2 separate regions of the Ovis aries genome follow, and region 2 is linked to region 1. Evidence: chromatin contacts called from public Hi-C data. All regions are on one chromosome and are shown on one strand. The core of a region is the stretch at or near the end of the contact, and the rest is flanking DNA. Distances in the headings are between cores, read along the strand shown.

Region 1 (2,987 bases), core at 202-2,701:
CTTATTTGGGTCCCTAATGCCGGGGCCATCAGAAAGCCTCATTAGTTCTGCCTTCTCTCAACCTGAACGCTGACAACAGATTAATCTCCCTAGATAATGGGTACTTTCAATGATACTATTTCCCCACACAGAAATCTCCAATAGCTCCCCAGAACCAATCTCATCACTGTACAATCCCTTCTCTTGCCATGCAAGGCCTGAGTCTCCTAAGCAATGCTCATTTCTACCCCCATCATCTCCTCCTCATGCTTCAGTACTGCAGGAAACTTGACTCCTTTTTTTCAAGCACCACTGGTACTTCTCACTTCCTTTCTATTGCTCCTGCTGCTTGCTCTTTCTGGACTATACCCTCTTCCCCACCCTCGGCTGGAATCATAGCGTACAATACAGTTACAAACACACTTTTGAACTCAGATTCAGATTCCTGTCTTGGAATTCATACCAGATCAAGTACTAATTCTGTGATGTGGAGCAAATTAGTTAACCTGTCTTAGCGTAGGTTTCTTCATCTGTAACTGGGAGCTAAATAAAGTTGCCCCAGAGAAATAGAGAAAAATTATGTAAAGCAATAAGCATAGTAGCTGCCATGGGGAGGACCCTCAAAAAGGCAGTTATTATGTTTCATACCCTTTCTCTATTAATTCTTCCCAGATACCCCTTGAGAGCAATCTGTCCCTCTGTTGAGCCCTGTATCAATCACATTGTCTCCTCGAAGCATCTCTGCATTCTACCCCTTTATATCTGCATCAACAGCTTCTCTGCTCCTTAAAGGCAGGGATTTAGCAAGTCTTGCCCACTTCTCTGAGTCCTCCAGCACAGTTCATGTAGGACTCTGGAAAGTTTACTGAATCAAATTACCTTTAATTCCCCAGCAGACAAATACAATCTCAGCAGTGGTGATTTTTCTAGCTGCTCACAAGACTATACTGAGGAGGGAGAGCGGGTAGGACCTGGGGCAAAGCAGTATTACCATCACCCTAGTATCCAAAACACATCCCTTCCCCAAAACCCGATAGCTACCTCATATCAGGGCTTCCCTGAGAGCTCAGCTGGTAAAGAATCTGCCTGCAATGCAGGAGACCTGGGTTTGATCCCTAGGTTGGGGAGATCCCCTGGAGAAGGCAAAGGCTACCCACTCCAGTATTCTGGCCCAGAGAATTCTGTGAACTGTATAGTCCATGGGGTCACAAAGAGTCGGACACGGCTGAGTGACTTTCACTTTCACCCAAAACCTATTGCTTTAAACAATATAGGAAACAGCTGGTTGGTTTGAGAACCTTGCAGAATAGAAATATTTTTAGCTCTGGGTCTACTAACATGAGTTTAGGGACTCACTTGGATGAACAGGAAATATTTGCTGATGTTAAAAATATTGAATGGAAAGACTGTCCCCTTACGGTCAGCTTGCAGAAGAACAACATGGTGCAGAGTCAAGGCCATCCTTTGGGAGTCAATGGTGCTCAGGATCTTGGCAGCTGCAGTCCCCAGCAGAGGCTTCCCATTGTACAGGGTGTAGTAAGTCAGCTCCGCAGGGTCCTTGGGTCCCGGCACCCGCTGCATCTTTACCATCTTTCAGAAAAAGATAGGCTTTGTTTACAGGGCATCGTGTATCAGCTCTGCAATTACTCACGTGATCAGCAGGCTCACTCCCGACTGTGAAGCCTTCTGCAGCTGAGTAGACCCATAACAGATATTTAAGGCGTCAACCTTCGTGTACCTCCCTAACACCGACGTCTCAAGAAACCCTACTATCGCTGGAAGAGGAAGGCAGGGAGGAGAAAACAGTCTTGAAAATACAAACTTCTGGGAAGAACAGTTTGAGACAGAGAAGAAACGCTGAAATGGTCAAGTCTCCAGCTTCTAGAGAACTCTGGCCTCATTTGAAAATAGGCCTCCACATGAATTCAGGGCATGTTAGGTTATGCTTAGACAAGATTTCTAATTTCAAATTCCTGCAATTGCCAGAGAGGGGAAAAAAAATGAACTTCTATGTTTGCAATTCAAAAGGTCTCTGATAAAAGCAAGGTTTGGAGACTCAAAGTTCTTTTTCTAAAATAACCTTTGTTGCTTTTTCTCACTGCACTACAGAGAATTTGAAAATACAGAAAAGCATCGAGAAATGAAATAAAATATAAACAACCTGTAACCCCTCCTCTACAAGCTAATTACTATCATCATTTTAGAGTATTTGCTACTATTTTTTTTCCACACAAGTCTCTTATCATTTTACAAAATTATTTATCATACTTTCTATATAATATTATATATTGCCATTTTTACTTACATCCATAGGGGCTTAATTATAATAAAAGCATAAATGTTAATTTCTACATGGCATTCCAAGGCATGCCTCATAAATTTACTCACCCAATCCTTTATTGTCAAACACCTAGATTGTTACTCATTTTTCAGTATTGTAACTAACAATTGATAATCACACATAAAACATAAATTTTAATACCTACATAATGTTCTACTGTGTGCATGTCTCATAAACTTAACTAAACCTTCATTTGTGGACATTTAGGTTGTTATCAAGTTTTCACTAGCATAATTCACCATTGATAAATATGGCATCATATAAGTATTTCCCAAAGTATATCTTACAGATTATGAGTTTCACAGGATATCAAAAGAGGTAACAAAAACGTTTATAGCAGCATTGTTCATAATAGCAAAAAAAAATACAAAAATTCAGAAGTCACTAACAGTAGGATGGATAAATGAATTATAGTACTGTTGCACAATTAAATATTATAGAGTAGTAGAACTAAGGCTCTTTGATCCAATGTGGGTGAATACAAAACCTGATATGGAGCAAAAGAGACAAATTACAGAATATAAAGTTCAAAACCAAACAAAACCAAATGATGCACTGCTTACGGAGACACATGAGAATGGTAAAATCTATACAGAAAACACAGGCATGATTTAATACAAAATCCAGAAGCACACTCAACTCCGGTAGAAAGGAAGCAAGTAGGTAT
Region 2 (2,987 bases), core at 256-2,755, 160 kb before region 1:
AACTGCAGTTTTGGTAGCTGAATCCACTGATGCCAAACCTATGGATATGCAGGGCTAATTGTATTCTCAAGTTAAAACAAAGAGGGTGCACTATAGTCTCCCCAGGAAAACATACAGCCATGGTTCTTAGGCCAACACTGGCTACACCACATTATGAGCAGGTAATGGAAGAGAGCTTATAGGATGCACAGAAAATGCATGTGAAAGAGCTCTGTAAACAATCAGGAAACACACATATTAGCTGATTTAAGCACACTGTAATATCAGGGCTTCCCTGATAGCTAAGTCGGTAAAGAATCTGCCTGCAGTGCAGAAAACCCAGGTTTGATCCCTGGGTCAGGAAGATACCCTGGAGAAGGAAATGGCAACCCACTCCAGTGTTCTTGCCTGGAGAATCCCATGGACAGAGGAACCTAGTGGGGTCGCAGTCCATGGGGTCACAAGAGTCAGACACGACTTAGCGGCTACACCACCACCACCACGACTGTGATATTAAAGCAAATCCTGATTTGAGACTCCAGTTTGTATAGAGAAAAACCAAGATTAAGGCACCACCATATGAAATTCATTCCATGACACCCCAAAGCCATCAGAGGATCATGGTAGAAGGTACATGTCATGATGAGTTATACAATTTCCCCTCCTTGAACTTCATCTCAGCAGAGGTCAATCTCTTGGAAAAAGAATGTACCTCTGGCCTGCTTTCCCAGCTCTCCTTTGCAGGGCTCTCATTAAGGCAGTTCCGGAGCGGATGCTGACAAAGTGATAAGTGAAAACTTCAGATTATTATCTTCACATAAAAGTAACATTCTAAATGGTGATACTGGCCCCAGACTGGCTAATATACGCTTTTAAGATCACAAAAGGGAATACCCCTGCGAGCCAGTGGTTAGGACTCCATGCCTCTCACTGCCAAGAGTCCAGTTCCATCTCTTGTCGCGTAACTAAGATTCCACAAGCTGCGTGGTGGACCACGCCCTGCGCAGCTCCACCCCCAACCCCCCCCCCCCGCCCCCGCAAAAAAAAATCCACAAAAATTTCATCTCGCTTCCAAACAAGACACAAGGCACCAGATGTGGCTATGGCTGAAGGGTCTTTGTGGGTTACCAGAGCCCGAGAGCCGAGAGAAGCCTGGCCAATGGGAGTTTGGCATGGGCACGCAAACATTTTGAAAAACATTTTTATATTTTTTTGTAAACAAAATTCCTAAGTCCTGGAATTTTTTTTTTTAATAACAAATCCAAAGGAGGAAGGGCATCATAAACTTTACGTTTTCAGCTTTTTAACATAAAGAACTTCACCTAATCCTAGTCACGAGTCTTTTTCTGCACCGTGGCCTAGACCCCTTGCTTGCCCGCAGCCGTGTGACCTTGGATTGGCCACTGCGGCGCGCAGAGCTCGGCGGCGGGCGGGGCTCGGAGGGGAGGGGGCGGGGCCGGCGGGCGGGGGCGGGGCTCGCCTCCCTCCCAGCCCAGGCGATAAAGAGGGGCTGGGCTGTTGTCGCAGGTTCTGCGGCGCTGAAGCGGAGGCGTGTGGCGTTTAGGTAAGGTTGGAGGGTCGGGGAGCCGCGCTCCGAGCCCGGCGCTGAGACGCTTGACCCGCTGCTCTAGCAGCTGGGCCGCGGGACTGAGGGGTTTGGAGGGTCCGAGCTGGCGCGCTTACCCTGCGCCGACCTCCGCGCTGGGGGACGGCGAGCTTCGGCGCCCTTCCTTCTTCGCCCGCCCTTCCGGCGTCTTTTGTATACAGCGAGAAGGGAGCTGACGCATTCCCCGTTCCGCGCGCCCCCGCCACCCCCCGCCACCCCCCCACCCTCCCTCCCCCCCCCTCCACCCCCCCCCCGCCCAGCCCCCAGTCCCCGGGAATACCTTCCGAACCTCGATTCTGAAAAGGAGCTCTTGCAATTTAGGGAAAACAGATCGCACCTTGAAAGGAGGTTATAACCCCATCCCTGAGTGTCGACATTCTTCTCTTACCCTGGAAGTCTAAATTTTGAAATTTTAAAAAGCAAGGTGGGGTCGTAACTTAGACATTTCAAGTACGATGTTGGTTTTCTTGGGCCGGCCTGGGCCGCACCCTTCTTGGAGTCTGACGGCTGACTTTTAAGGAGACGTTAAGTAGTGATTTTCTCCATGGATCCTGGAAGGGTACCAAGTAACGTTCTATTTCTCCTCTGACGCTTGTGAGTTCTCCCCTTTAGCCCGCTTCCCACACGAAAAAGAGATGGGCTTGGTGACTCACTTTGGCAGTAGCTGGGTGACTTATTTGAAAATGCAGTGTGGCCCGTTGCCACCTTGTGAAAACTGGTGCAGGAGGCTTCCTCCCGTTTTGCTTTTGACCAGTGCTTGCCTTCTTTTTCCTTCCTGTAATGCCTTATGTCCACTTTAAAAGTGCCTCTTGCTGTGGCCAGCTGATTCTTTTAAAAATCCTCTTCTTGGCCGACTTTTAAAAGATACCAGGGGGCCCCAGCGGAGACCTGCCTACCGCTCTCAACTGCAAGAACTCTGTGCTGTGTTTAGTTCCTCAGTCATGTCCGACTGTGACCCCGTGGACTGCAGCCCTCCAGGCTCCTTTGTCCATGGGGATTCTCCAAGCAAGAATACTGGAGTGGGTTGCTATGCCCTCCTCCAGGGGATCTTCCCAACCCAGGGATCGAACCCAGGTCACACGCATTGCAGGGGAATTCTTTATGGACTGAAAGGGACGTTCTTTATCGACCACCAGGGAAGCCTGCATTAACTGTTTCATTCTAAACAGATCAGCCCATAAATTTTACAAAGCTAGAGATGTAGCCCACACCATATCAGAGTAGCTTGTGATTGACAGACATTTCTCAAAAAGGAGGAGACCTCAAATACAGGTGAGATAATCCAAAGATTACTTTGTTTAATTGTGAGAATCACAGATCAGAGAAACAGCTCTTCCTTTTTTTTTTTTTTTTTTTTAGAGAAACAGCTCTTCCCTACCTCTTCGCTCTACCTTATCTAGTT

The links. A called contact is a pair of places that touch in the nucleus more often than the background predicts.
Region 2: a Hi-C map of liver shows a contact between it and region 1, with 2.9 times the contacts expected there. The contact joins the promoter of CD59 here to the enhancer-like site in region 1. A contact is called at or near these places in 2 of 16 Hi-C or Micro-C datasets (liver and tail adipose tissue).

Annotation. Positions count from the first base shown.
Region 1 is chr15:63,017,390-63,020,376 of ARS-UI_Ramb_v3.0, reverse strand. KIAA1549L (KIAA1549 like) reads right to left here. Exons shown (of 21, transcript XM_042233338.2): 10 at 1,398-1,569. Among named protein-coding and RNA genes, the nearest start is that of C15H11orf91, 120 kb to the left of the region's middle. Within about 2 kb of position 1,451, at least 5 of the 54 cell types and tissues checked have an H3K27ac peak or open chromatin away from gene starts, as enhancers often do. A contact at or near this core is called in liver, where this site is marked.
Region 2 is chr15:63,181,574-63,184,560 of ARS-UI_Ramb_v3.0, reverse strand. It overlaps CD59 (CD59 molecule (CD59 blood group)), which reads left to right and starts at 1,505. Exons shown (of 4, transcript XM_015101109.3): 1 at 1,505-1,543.